2 separate regions of the Mus musculus genome follow, and region 1 is linked to region 2. Evidence: chromatin contacts called from public promoter capture Hi-C data. All regions are on one chromosome and are shown on one strand. The core of a region is the stretch at or near the end of the contact, and the rest is flanking DNA. Distances in the headings are between cores, read along the strand shown. Region 1 holds the start of Cfap299 (cilia and flagella associated protein 299). Region 2 overlaps Gm34097 (a long non-coding RNA gene).

The links. Promoter capture Hi-C pulls out the DNA fragments that hold promoters and counts their contacts.
Region 1: a contact with region 2 is called in a promoter capture Hi-C map of liver, with 2.2 times the contacts expected there. The contact joins the promoter of Cfap299 here to the enhancer-like site in region 2. A contact is called at or near these places in 6 of 39 promoter capture datasets (the 3T3-L1 cell line, hippocampal neurons, liver and 2 more), 1 of 484 Hi-C or Micro-C datasets (the C10 cell line), 1 of 115 datasets of contacts at active chromatin or transcription factors (bone marrow-derived macrophages) and 2 of 9 other capture datasets (adipose tissue and liver).

What each region holds. Positions count from the first base shown.
Region 1 is chr5:98,328,053-98,335,354 of GRCm38.p6, reverse strand. It overlaps Cfap299 (cilia and flagella associated protein 299), which reads right to left and starts at 6,051. Exons shown (of 6, transcript NM_001024614.1): 1 at 5,891-6,051. The coding sequence starts at 6,001.
Region 2 is chr5:97,832,089-97,838,970 of GRCm38.p6, reverse strand. It overlaps Gm34097 (a long non-coding RNA gene), which reads left to right. Exons shown (of 6, transcript XR_389369.1): 2 at 6,675-6,744. Among named protein-coding and RNA genes, the nearest start is that of Gm34097, 11 kb to the left of the region's middle. Within about 2 kb of position 3,965, at least 16 of the 459 cell types and tissues checked have an H3K27ac peak or open chromatin away from gene starts, as enhancers often do. A contact at or near this core is called in liver, where this site is marked.

The DNA of each region.
Region 1 (7,302 bases), core at 4,802-7,301, 490 kb before region 2:
CATAGTGTCCACACTTCAGTCTTCATTTTTCTTGAGTTTCATATCCAGGGATCCACCCCATAATCAGCATCCAAACGCTGACACCATTGCATACACTAGCAAGATTTTGCTGAAAGGACCCAGATGTAGCTGTCTCTTGTGAGACTATGCCGGGGCCTAGCAAACACAGAAGTGGATGCTCACAGTCAGCTAATGGATGGATCATAGGGCTCCCAATGGAGGAGCTAGAGAAAGTACCCAAGGAGCTAAAGAGATCTGCAACCCTATAGGTGGAACAACATTATGAACTAACCAGTACCCCGGAGCTCTTGACTCTAGCTGCATATGTATCAAAAGATGGCCTAGTCGGCCATCACTGGAAAGAGAGGCCCATTGGACACGCAAACTTTATATGCCCCAGTACAGGGGAACGCCAGGGCCAAAATGGGGGAGTGGGTGGGTAGGGGAGTGGGGGTGGGTGGGTATGGGGGACTTTTGGTATAGCATTGGAAATGTAAATGAGCTAAATACCTAATAAAAAATGGAAAAAAAAAAGAGACATCTTGAGAGCCAGGCGTGGTGGCGCACGCCTTTAATCCCAGCACTCGGGAGGCAGAGGCAGGCGGATTTCTGAGTTCGAGGCCAGCCTGGTCTACAGAGTGAGTTCCAGGACAGCCAGGGCTACACAGAGAAACCCTGTCTCAAAAAACCAAAAACAAAAAAACAAAAAAAAGAGAGACAACTTGATCCACTGAATAGAATTAAAGACAGAGACAAAGTTTCACACATCTACAGACCTGAGTTTTAACCAAAAGAAAGAAAGAAAAAGAAAAAAAGCGTAAAATACACAATGGGAAAAGTGAACATCTTCAGACTGCAGCTGCATGCAGAAGAATGAAAACAGATCCTTACATACCATCCTGCACAAAACTCGACACGGATCCAAGACCTCAGCCAGATACACTGAATCTCATACAAGAGGACTAGGGAATAGGGCTGAATTCGCTGGCCCAGGAAAAGGCTCTCCCAACAGAACACTGTTAGCAAGTACGAAGAACAGCAACTAATAAATAGAACCCCATGAAGACAAAAATGAATGTACAGCAAAAGATACCATCATTTTAGCAAAGAGGCAGCCCAGAGAATGGGGGGGGGGGGGACAGTCTTTACCAATTACACATCTGATAGTGTTAATATCTAGAATATATAAACAACTCAAAAAACTGAACATCAAGAAAGCAGAAAGACCAATTTTAAAAAGCTTAACAGAATGAAACAAAGTTCTCAAAAGATGAGACACAAATGGCTGAGAAACACTTTTTAAGATCAGCATTCTTAGCCATCAAGAAAAGGGAAGTCAAGACTACTTTAAAACTTCATCTTACCCCAGTCAGAATGGCCATGATCAATAAAGGAAGTAACATCTTATGCTGGCACAGATGTGGGAAAGGGGACGCTTGTTTATTTTAGGTGGGGATGATAACTGGTACAGCTGTATAAATTAGTGTGAGGTTCTGCAGAACATTTAAAATAGATCTACCGTAAGACCCAGCTACACCATCCCGGGCCATAAACCCAGAAGACTCCATGTCTTATTACAGAGATACCTGCTCATCCCTCCACTCATAATAGCCAGAAATCGGAAACAGCCTAGATGCTCATTTGTGGCACATTTACACAATGTAGTAATTATGATTCAGCTATTAAGAAAAGAGAAATTATGAGTTTTCAGATGAACTGAGTGGAGCTAAAAACAATCAATCTAAGTGTGTAATCTAAACTCATATATATATATATATATATATATATATATATATATATATATATACACACATACACATACATATATGTGTAATGCATTTTTCTTTTATAGTAGATATTGGCTTTTAATCTTTACATATGTTTGTTTCAGTCTAAATAATCACAGAGGTTAGGTTGCCCCTGTAAGGGACTGGGAGTGGCGAGAAGGGGATTTTCCAAGAAAGAAGAAATGGACTGGTGTGTTTTAACATCTTGGGAATTGGTTCTTTTTTATATATTTTTTTAATTAGGTATTTTCCTCATTTACATTTCCAATGCTATTCCAAAAGTCCCCCATACCCTCCTCCCTACTCCCCTACACCCCCACTCCCACTTCTTGGCCCTGGTGTTCCCCTGTACTGGGGCATATAAAGTTTGCAAATCCAATGGGCCTCTCTTTCCAGTGATGGCCTACTAGGCCATCTTTTGATACATATGCAGCTAGAGTCAAGAGCTCCGGGGTACTGGTTAGTTCATAATGTTGTCCCAACTATAGGATTGCAGATCCCTTCAGCTCCTTGGGTTCTTCCTCTAGCTCCTCCATAGGGGGCCCTGTGATCCATCCAATAGCTGACTGTGAGCATCCACTTCTGTGTTTGCTAGGCCCCGGCATAATCTCACAAGAGACAGCTATATCAGGGTCCTTTCAGCAAAATCTTGCTAGTGTGTGCAATGGTGTCAGCGTTTGGAAGCTGATCATGGGATGGATCTCGGGATATGGCAGTCTCTAGATGGTCCATCCTTTCGTCACAGCTCCAAACTTTGTCTCTGTAACTCCTTCCATGGGTGTTTTGTTCCCAATTCTAAGAAGGGGCAAAGTGTCCACACTTTGGTCTTCCTTCTTCTTGAGTTTCATGCGTTTAGCAAATTGCATATTATATCTTGGGTATCCCAAGTTTCTGGGCTAATATCCACTTATCAGTGAGTACGTATTGTGTGAGTTCCTTTGTGATTGGGTTACCTCACTCAGGATGATGCCCTCCAGGTCCATCCATTTGGCTAGGAATTTCATAAATTCATTCTTTTTAATAGCTGAGTAGTACTCCATTGTGTAAATGTACCACATTTTCTGTATCCATTCCTCTGTTGAGGGGCATCTGGGTTCTTTCCAGCTTCTGGCTATTATAAATAAGGCTGCTATGAACATAGTGGAGCATGTGTCCTTCTTACCGGTTGGAACATCTTCTGGATATATGCCCAGAAGAGGTATTGTGGGATACTCCCGTAGTACTATGTCCAATTTTCTGAGGAACTGCCAGACTGATTTCCAGAGTGGTTGTACAAGCTTGCAATCCCACCAACAATTGAAGAGTGTTCCTCTTTCTCCACATCCTCGCCATCATCTGCTGTCACCTGAATTTTTGATCTTAGCCATTCTGACTGGTGTGAGGTGGAATCTCAGGGTTGTTTTGATTTGCATTTCCCTGATGATTAAGGATGTTGAACATCAAATCTAAGTGGATTAAGGAACTCCACATAAAACCAGAGACACTGAATGAAACTTATAGAGGAGAAAGTAGGGAAAAGCCTCAAAGATATGGGTACAGGGGAAAAATTCCTGAATAGAACAGCAATGGCTTGTGCTGTAAGATGGTGAATCGATAAATGGGACCTCATAAAGTTGCAAAGCTTCTGCAAGGCAAAAGACACTGTCAATAAGACGAAAAGACCACCAACAGATTGGGAAAGGATCTTTACCTATCCTAAATCAGATAGGGGACTAATATCCAATATATATAAAGAACTCAAAAAGGTGGACTCCAGAAAATCAAATAACCCCATTAAAAAATGGGGCTCAGAGCTGAACAAAGAATTCTCACCTGAGGAATACCGAATGGCAGAGAAGCACCTGAAAAAATGTTGGGAATTGGTTCTAAGGCTTTGTCTTAATTCAGCTCCCAAAGTCGCACTTCCAGACCTGAGGGTCCCCGCCCCCAGCTAGCTTCCTTTGGTAACCAAGAATTGCCTTACAAGCCGGGGCGTGGTGGTGCACACCTTTAATCCCAGCACTAGGGAGGCAGAGGCAGGCGTATTTCTGAGTTCAAGGCCAGCCTGGTCTACAAAGTGAGTTCCAGGACAGCCAAAGCTATACAGAGAAACCCTGTCTCAAAAAAAACAAACCAAAACAAACAAACAAACAGAATTGCCTTACAGCTGGGCAGAAAGTCAGGGAAGGACTTTTAGATTGTGCAGGCAAGGGGCAGAGGGAGAGAGGAGGAAGAGGAAGGAATCCGAGATGGGGGAACAAGGAGAACAGACCTAAAGGCCTAGGGCCCTAAAGGCCCGAGGTACCATTTCCTGATTGGGTTTGTGGTCGAAGAGATGAAATATGGATTTAGCAAATATTAATTCAAGAATACGGGAGGGGAATGTATACTAGCCATGGTGACTTTTAGAAGTGCCAAACCATTGAGCTAGTCAAAGCATATCAAAATTAGCTGGCGTGTCGTTGCGTGTGTGTGTGTGTGTGTGTGTGTGTGTGTGTGTGTGTGTGTGTGTACTGGGGATTAAACCTAGGGCCTCAAGCAAACCAGCAAGCACTCTACTACCGAGCTATATCCTTAGCCCAAAATGTTCTCAGTATTGGAAAAAAAAATATTTTGAGTAAAACTTCATGTCGTTTATATCTGTAATTAATTTATCCATGACTGGAATCCATTATCTAGGGAAATCTTTAAATCATTTTAATATTTCTTTCACCCCTTACCTGAGAAAAGAAATTCAACTGGAATTTTTATTTTTCCGGTAGTCCGCAGGCAGCCACTAAAGAGAAGGACTGTGTTTAGTCAGAGGGGCAGATGACTGGAAAAGGATCTAAAACCCATAGCTTAGCAATTTTGCTGAAGCTTGTCAATCATTTCTCCACTCACTGAACTGGTTGGTTTTATTAGATGATGCTAACTTATAGAATAAAAGTTGTTAATTAGTTCAGCAAAGCTAATGTTACTCGCTGCCGTGGCAATGCAGTTGTTTTAGTGTTCTGTCGTTATTTAGTGAACACGGGAAACAGAGGATGGAGACGCACTACTTCCGTCCCGCCAACCACGCTCCTCAACCTCCGGAGCATCACTACTTCCGCATCACTACTTCCGCATCACTACTTCCGCATCACTACTTCCGGTCTACCAACCAAGTGCCAACCGCGCTCCTCATCCTCTGGCCGGTCAGATAATTAAGATGGACTCACCCTTTCTCTTCCTACCTCCCCTTCTTTCTACATAAGCTTCTTGCAACATCTATTGTAATTATCAATTCAGTGGCTTCATTTCAGATGCAAGGATTTAAAGCAACTTCTGTGGGTTTAAAATATTGGCTAAAAGCAGGAGAGACGGCTTAAGGAAAAGGTGCTTGCTGCCAAACTTGAGTTCATTCCCTGGACACCACAGAATACAAGTTCAGAACCGATTCCAAGTTGCCCACTGACTTTTTATGCATGTGTGCGTACACACAAATGGAACTTTAAGTTACCCATCTAATAAACGTAAAAGCTTGGTTGTTTGGTGATATCGCTGCTGTTGCTGTTAAAAATCATGTTTTGTAACTATTTTAACAGATAATTTCAAAAGGGACAAATTTTCTTCATTTAAGATTATTTTCATACAGTGGCACCTATTTAAAAAGGAGGGGTGTCTATATGATAAACTGCCTTGTGCACAGGAGAAATGAGGGGAGTTGGCCAAATTCAAGTCCTTCCCAGAGTTCTGTAGGGTTGATTCTCCCCCCCCCCCCCCGCCCCCAATGGTGCTTGCTCTGTTTGTCCTTAATATGGAGATGGACTCCTTTGAAAACCTGAGCCCAGGCTGTGAGACTTGCAGTTGGGAGTTAGGAGCTCGGAGCTTGAAGATCCCTCCAACTAAGTCTTCTCGAGCATCCGGGACCTCCCGCTGCCCTGCCCTCAGGTGCACACAGCAACGCGTCCTCCTGGTTTTATGCCTTGTTACTACTTTACAGCGACCAAGTCGGCCTCTGTGCAGCGCACCAGCGTTTGGAGGGCTGGGGACTCCTGCAGCCTGCAGAGAAGTCTCTCGAAGCCAGAGGCCTGCGGTGAGCGCCGTCACCGCCAGGGGGCGACCAAGCCCCGCCGCGGCCAGCAAGACGGACCCGCGCTTACCTCCAGGTAGTACAGGTCGACCGTAGTGATCTGAGAGTCCAGGAAGTCTTCATAGGTGTTGAACTGTGTGACAATGTTGTCCACGGCCGTCAGCCCCTCGTCCTGATCCATCGCGGCTACACCGACGCGTCCCTAGTAACCGGTGTGGGCGGGCCGGACGCGCGCCGGTTGCGGGGGCGGGGCAGAGGGCGCTGCGCTGGCCCTGCCCCAGCCGGATCCCTGGGCGGCTTCTAACCCCTGGGAGCGGTCAGCCCTGCAGGGCAAACCCAACTTTTTTGGTGTAAAAGCCTTAGCAAAGTCCGAAGGTGCCTGCTCAGTGTTTGCAGTAAGAACCTCGACAGAAGAGTATCCCGGAAATCTAGGGGAAATAGTCTTGCTGGGTGCTTCAAAATAGCACGTGATCAGTTGTATAAATTACAACTTAAAGGCAAGTTATGGTTGGTTACTTGTGTGCCAGGAACAATGTATAAACTTCCCAAACGAAGCAGCCTTAGTGATCTCCTTTGCTCCTGCCTTCTGCCTTTCAGTTCCTTTACTTTTTGTTATTTAAATTTCAATAAGTTGAAAATTACTTGAAAAATCTTGCCTCCTTGAACGTCCTTTAAAAAATTGGGTTGGGGGGGAGGGATCCTAATCATGGAATGATATATCCCATTGAGAAGCTGATATTGACTTGTGTTTCTATTTACTCATTTCTTTAAAATACTATAGTATAAAATTGAATCTGAAACATTTCTCATTAGAGCAGACTTGTACAACTGTTTCCACACCAGAAGCACAGATGCTTGCTGTTATGCCAAGGGACTTTACAATCATCTCAGCATTTGTAGAAATCAAATCAGATTCTGCAATGAATCTTTTCCATTTTTTGGGGGGGAGGGGGGCAAAGTAAAGCCAGGTCTATTTAAGACCCCAAGTTGCACAATAAGTTATAGCTTTATTTTAAAAACAGGCTACCAACAATTTATATTGTATAATTATCTAGAAAGCTATAGAAACTAAACTCCAAGCATAGAGGGGAAAAAATTTCATGTGGCCTAAAACATTATCACAAGTAGAGAGGAGAGGTCTCTGTACTGTCTGGTCCAAAAGAAACTTGAGGACAAGTGCCTTTTGTGTCTTTTAGCATTCTGAAGGGCAAGCTGGCCTCTAGGCATCTCATGTACCTGGTTTCAAGTCCAAGCTGACATTCAGGCTCCTCCTAGCTCCTCTCATATCAGCTTCTCAGTCCTACAGAACCCTGACCTTTCAGCCATGTGCTCTCTTACCACCCACCCCCTCTCTGTCCCAGAGGCATTATTCTGGGTGTGTTGAACACAACAGAAAGCTTAAAAAAAAAAAAAAAAGTTTCTGCCGCTGGGGTCCACAGGATATGAAACTTGCTTCCGTGTGGTGATTGATTTGAATTTACC
Region 2 (6,882 bases), core at 2,716-5,215:
CAAAAGAGTGGGTTCTTTTATAATATTTCCTTCAACTGGTGTTCTTTACACAAAGGGACCATTAGAATCATATATGTGCTATAGAAGGATTTTTCAATGAAGTGGTATTGGGCAATAATAGTTATGAATAAAAAAAACATTTTATTTTCTCATTTTTGTTTAAAAATAAAAGTCTGCGTGGTGGTAGACTAGCAGAAAGGATCAGCAGTGAAAAGATATCAGACAGATGATGGACCCTTGACCCCTAATCGAATGTGTGAAGGCAAGGGAAAGAAAGCCCTTATACCATCATATTTTATTCTTGAACTTGGAGCTGAAAGTTTGGAAGAATTGTAGACTCTCTCATGCAATTGTAGCTGGATAAGGAGTAGGGCCAGAGCTGCTTGAAGACTACATTAACTATGAACAATAGTTCATTTATGATCTGGCTGCTGGCTGGTCATTCAACCAGGCTCTTGACTTCTATAATGTTCACGTGCAACCTCTTTTGGCTAGCTAAACTTTTTCCATGGCAACAACTTCCATAGAGCAGACACCCTGAGAGAAGCAGGAAGAAGCTGAAGACATTTGTATGACCTGGTCCAGTGGGTCATGCTGTCTTGCTTCTATACAACACTATTGTTGAAACCAGTGGTAAAGGCCTCTTAGAGCCCTTCCCAGATTACAATAGGATAACTTATTAAACCTGTCTATTTTGGTATCTTCTCTTGAAGTCCATTTTATGTCCTCAAAGCTTTAAAACACAACTGTGAAAATTACTGGCAGTATAGCTTTTAAAAAGTGACAAAATATATTTATGCCTCGTATTTGTTCTCTCTCTCTCTCTCCCTCTAGTGGAGGGTCTTTGATGGAATCCCATTACAGAGGTTTATTAAGTCCTACATAGGAAGACAAGTGGCACAAGTGCCTGCATGTGTTCTCAAGTCTCCATGATAATCCTTCGGCCTGGTGCTTACATGCTTGCTTTGCAGTTTACAAATGTGACTCTCAATAACATCACTGGATACTCTCCCACCACACAATGGAAATTTAGAAATTATCAAGTCGTTCATCAATGGTTTTTCAAAATTCCTTTCTCTAAAGGACGACAAACTCCACTGTCGTTGGTCATTCTGGTGTGTAGTTATATTTCTTTGCCTGTAAGGGTCTGTGCTGACTTTTCTTGGCAGTGTGGAATGACTGTGAAAGAAACAGGATGGCTCACAATGTTTGGAATATTTGAACTGTGAGCATTTGTGAGAAAAGGTTGCTAACTCTGTCTCTAAAGTATAGCATATCCTAAGCAGGAACCTTAGGAATGACCAGTACTGCAGCGTACAGTGGAAATCTACACTAGAAGCAGTGATAACTACGCAAAACTCACATCTCTCTATGCATTACAAGGGCAGTTACTCCCCCTCATTTCCTGCCTCCAGAGATCTTCCCCAAGACAAGACAAAGTACATGAACTGCACCCAGATTTAAACATTAATTTTGGGAAGTTTGCCAGACCAGATGGTTAGAAGAGCTAAATACCATTGATTTATTTCTTGCCCTTTGTGAAACAACATTAGAGACAATGGACCTTATCAGAACAAATGGGAGCAAACAGCAGAATGCAGATCAGGGGAGAATTAAGAACAAATGCTATTAAATTCTATTATGCTGTAATTAATTCCTGAATGGAGAAAATTATTAGCAAACTGTGAAGCACATCAACCAAGCTCTATCTCCTGGCAGCTGGGTAAGGAAACCCTTCCTGTCTCAGAGATGTCACTTTTCATCATGGAGCATTCTGAGCATAGTTTCCAATGCCCTTTGCTCAACTGCAACTTCAATTCATCACTCATCCAGGACCTTTCCGGTATTTAGTGTCATTAGAGGCTCAGGAGACAGCAGTAGTAACATTGGAGTCCAGTGATAATGTTGCCACACAATGACCGTTTCTGCCATAGAGCTACAACAGTGGTTATTATACTCACCAGGATCACAGACCCTATTGATAATATGATCAAATCAAAAGAGTTAATTTGGAAAAACAAAGCAAGTATGATTGAAAAATTGATGAGGCTTTTGACTGCCCGAAGTTCACTCATGGATTCCATACAGGAATCCATTACTCTTCAGAATCTTTATGGCATGGTTAGAGAATAAGTGGAAGAATATGCTGGTGCAGGTGAAGTTGCATGTATATGAGTATTTGCATATCATGTATGTCTTGGGAAGATGGGTAAGGCTTCACAAAGAAGTTGCGTATTAGTTTCCTCACAAAGTGAAGATAGAAAAATATTTTCAGGTTGAGAAGAATAGCTTATGTGAAAGCAATGGAATATGATTTGACAGGGGAGTTCAGGAAGGCAAGGTGGAGATCAATGATACAAGTCTGGGGTGGAGCAGTCAAATCTTGGATGAGGCACTGTCAAGAGATCAGAAAGCAAGTAACAGAATCTTTTCTTCATGACATCAGAGTTAGACCATGGATGAAGTCTGTTTAGGGTGAGGGAGTACACAGTTAGGGAGGGGAAACATACCACTGACTGTATCATTCAGTAGAGAGTTCTTAAGGACAAACATAGATGCTTCTGTCAGGTTATTAACTGCTTATTTTCTCTCTTTGATTTTCACTCATCTTTTAGAACCTTACGTGTATACTACTACACAAATACATTCACACATAAACTCATATATCATAGAATTTAATTTAAATCACTTCATCTCCGTTTTATTTGTTTTATGTGATTCATGTAAACCCGTGTACCACCTGTATATTTGTAGTATCAGTGTTGGATTCCCTTGAAAGTAGAATTATAGACATTCATTAGATGACATTTAGATACTAGGAACTGAATGTAGATTCTTTGCAAAGACCAGATAGTGCCCGTAACCACTGAGCCATCACTCTGGACCTTTAACTTGCTTTTGGAGCAATCTTCGTATTCATAGAGTAGAGACACAGAGAGCAACAGGTTAATTAAGCCCAAACCCTACACAAAGAGAGTTGAGGACTGAGACTCCCACTGACTTCAGGGTCTATGCATTTCTTCTTGGGTTTAAGACTCTGAGATAAGTACTTTGGTTTATTTTGTTGTTGTTTTTGTTTTTCCTGTGCCTAACTGATTATTTTGTCTCATCCAGAAATATTCCATATTACTAATTAAAATATAATTTTATATAGTTCAAGAGTTTGGAGACAATAGAGTTTGTTCTTCTCAATGTTCTTTCACTCTTTTCTACCTCTTCTTCTGCTTTCCTTGTGATAAAGGGAACACTGGAGGAAAGATTGGAACTGAAATTGACCGAAGCAACATGGACAGCTGGAAAGGATTAGAAAGACTCAGACCTGCATCAGTTAGTGCTGGGAGTTACTGTTCAACAGAGGTGGAGCTGAGGATCAAATGACTGTGTACAGTCAAATGGCAAATGGATTAAGGACTTGGCTTTTCCAGCATCTCCAGGGGTCACAGGAGTATACAATGCCACAGCTACGTGTGGAGAGCTGGAGAAAATCAGTATTTTTTGCAAAATGGAGTTGCTCCAGTGTCAAATATAGCTTGAAATTCTCTCACCTAATTTTGTTTCCAAACTCTAATCCTAGTTAGCATAGCGACTCTAAAATACATCTCAAGTACAGACTAGATCCTGTAATGACAGAACAAGATATAGGAAACAGTGCTATGTTAATTTTGGCTGAAATGAAATTCAGAACACTAAGTCATGAGGGGTAAGCCTGGCAACAAAAGGTGATACCTCCATATCAGATGAGGACCATAAGGGAATTCAAAATCCAATGGTGAAAAAAATGGTAATGTTGACCATTAAGGCTTGGCCATACCTATTTCAAAGCCCTGTCCCAATGCTATTACAAAATGCACTAATCATTGAAATAACTTACGTCATTAACAAAAGTGCCTCCCCCCTCTGACTGTTCTATGGATGTGTGCCCTCTCTGTGGAGGGCAGTGCTCAGCTTGCTTTTCAAAAGCCAGGCATAGCTTTGTTTACATGAGTTTCTGTGACCTCTGTGGCCCCCTTCCTTCAGCACAATTCCATTGCTCAACCTTGCATCATCTCACTGGACCACAGCCAGGCAGAGAGGGAACAGCTGGGAAGGCATGATCTGTGAAGATCACCAAGGATCCTACAGAGGCTCTAAGAAGTCCCCTTTTGTGGAGTAAGCTTGCCTACCTGGAGGCCCTTTTGTCAAACTTGATGACCATGTGAGTCGAGAGAAATGAAATGCAACTTCGAGTAGCCTGACCAGATTGCAAAGCAGGAAACATTTGCAAGAGTGCTTCAAGTTCTGTGTACTTTTGAGCATCTGGCAAGGCAATGGCAAGCATGTCCACTAAACCCTGTAAACATTTGTTCTCCATATAATAATAAGGCATAAACTCCAGCAGAAAATAAAGTTCTATTTTAAACATTTACATATGCATATGAGGGTCTGGTGTCACTGCTTGTATTATGACTCATTCTGGTAAAATAACACCTTACAACTACTGAGAGACCCTTACAATGAACTGAAATTAGTTTAGAATATCAACTGATATTATTTCATCGTACTTCATTGGAAAGACACAATTACTGTTATACACCTCAGAGAAATATGAAGCAATTTCCCTTCTATCTTGGTTCTTAGAATACATTTCATCACTGTTCTATGATTTACAAGCTGGACATTATTTTGGAAGCTTCTAATCTCTCTGTGACTGAGTTATTACACTTACAAAACAGAGATAATATCAGGATCTAGCTCACACAATCGTGCGAAATTAAATAGAATAATGTATGTAAAGCATCAAGCAGAATGCTTATAGCATAGAAAATGGTCAATAGTGCTAGCTATAATAATTTTCACTATTATCATTATTAATTTAAGCTTAGGGCTCTTCTATTGGATACACATACACAAATTTTAGAGTGATAAGTGTACGGTTTAAAGTGTTAAGGGTAGGATATAATTTCTGATTAATTTGTATAGTTATCAACAGTGTATACTCTGTACAAGATGATTTGCATGCTCCAAGTTTCCGTGGTAAAGAAGTAACACATATGTGGAGTTTTTCTGAAAAAATTATCTCAAGCCTTAAAAATTTCCAGGCATATTAATACTGTCTTGTGACAAGTCTGAAGACATCAGTGATTAAAATTTGTTGATAGTCATATTTACCTCATACAGTTTGTCTAATTTCTAAATCCTCTATGCCAGAACTTTGAGGTTTTATAACTTGTTTATCAGAAACAGAGCTATGTCACACACAGGAATTTGTAAACAACATCTGTGAACCCCAAACACATATTGTTGTTATAGGGCGCCCTACAAAAAGAACTGGGTGGATTCGCAAACTTTGTTGAGAAATGTTCAGAGATTAGGAGAAAGTGTGTTTGAAATGAGAAAAAAAAAAAAACAAACAAAAAAACATGTGTCATTGCCTCTGTGTTAAAAGTACAGATGCCCCTCATCAAAAGGCCAGCCAGCCATTGTGTTTGGATCTTTATGTGTGTGCCCCAATGACATAAAAGGGAGTGGCAGGTTGATAACTTTCCAGACTTTCATACATCATGGTCTGGATTCTTCAGACCTACTTGTTAGGATAGTTTCCAGGAAACAGAACTTGTTCACTACCCCCTTTAAACTTTCTAAAGTGGTTTTAGTTTTTCACATTCTTTTAGAATTAATCTTTAAACTTAACAAACAAGATGATGGGTTTCTTTATGAAATTTTATGCATACATCTCAGGTCTCAGGTAACATCTGAAGAGCCTTTTACTGCTCATATTGAACTCACTCTTCTTCCATCCCTCCTTTCCTCTCATCAGTGTCCCCCCTCTTTCATGTTGCACCTCCTCTGTCAGAACCTGTGATGAGGCCACTTTTCATAGCGTCCTTTCTTAAGATGGGTCACCATGAGTGGTGGGCTGTTCCAAGACCTCCATATTCTTTTTATTATGGTCACAGAACTAGGGATGGACTATTGATTTCAAAGACAGACCATATTCTAGAGAACTGTGTTCCAATTTTCCAAGCCATTTAACAGGTAATTTCACTGGTTCATAAAGACAATGGCTTCTAGATGATGAGGTGTGTATTACGTGCAAATGACTCTGTGGGTATGCGTGTAGTCTGATACTGCCTTCATTCTTGAATTGCTCTGTGAGAGTGAGATAGTGCTTAATATATTACTCTATCATAGGTTCAAGAATTTGGTACCTAAGGTTAATCCTAGAAAAGCTTCTAGGTATGAAAGGAAGTTTTGGATTTAGTTCTTATAAGGTCTGTAACATGAAAAACTAGTCCAACATACCAAAGCTGAAATCAGATGTAGCATTAGCATTGCCACTAATCAGATCAGACTAGCATTGCCACTAATGATAGGCTTGTTCTATGGTGGTGGTGGATGGGTTGTTGTTGGCCAGATAAATTTCGTGCTATTTGGTCGATTCATAATCTTTACCCATGATAAATTGTGCTTTATTCATAATTCATTCTGTCAGCATCATCTTGGCTGAAGAACTAAGATGACTGGTCTCCACAAGGATGGGTCCTCATGCTCATTTTGTTGCTGAACACCTCCTGTGCATCTTTTTCAATAGACACTAATGTTGGGCACATGTGAATGTTGGCACCCTATGCATAGTTCCTTTGTCACACACACATACTATATTTCGGATCTTTAATTCTTTGTTGCTCTTTTAGGAACAGGAGCCGGTGTCTGAATGGGTAACAGAAAGCTGGACCTTCACACCCCTGCATGTGTCAACACTGGGTGAGTTGGTTGATATCTTGTCCATCTGTGCTTCAGAAAACAGCAGCCCATCCTTCCATCTGAAAGAAAAGACATGTCAATGGCTCTTGCATGAACTAGCAGTCAAGCCTCACCCTAATTCTTAATTCAATAGCACAG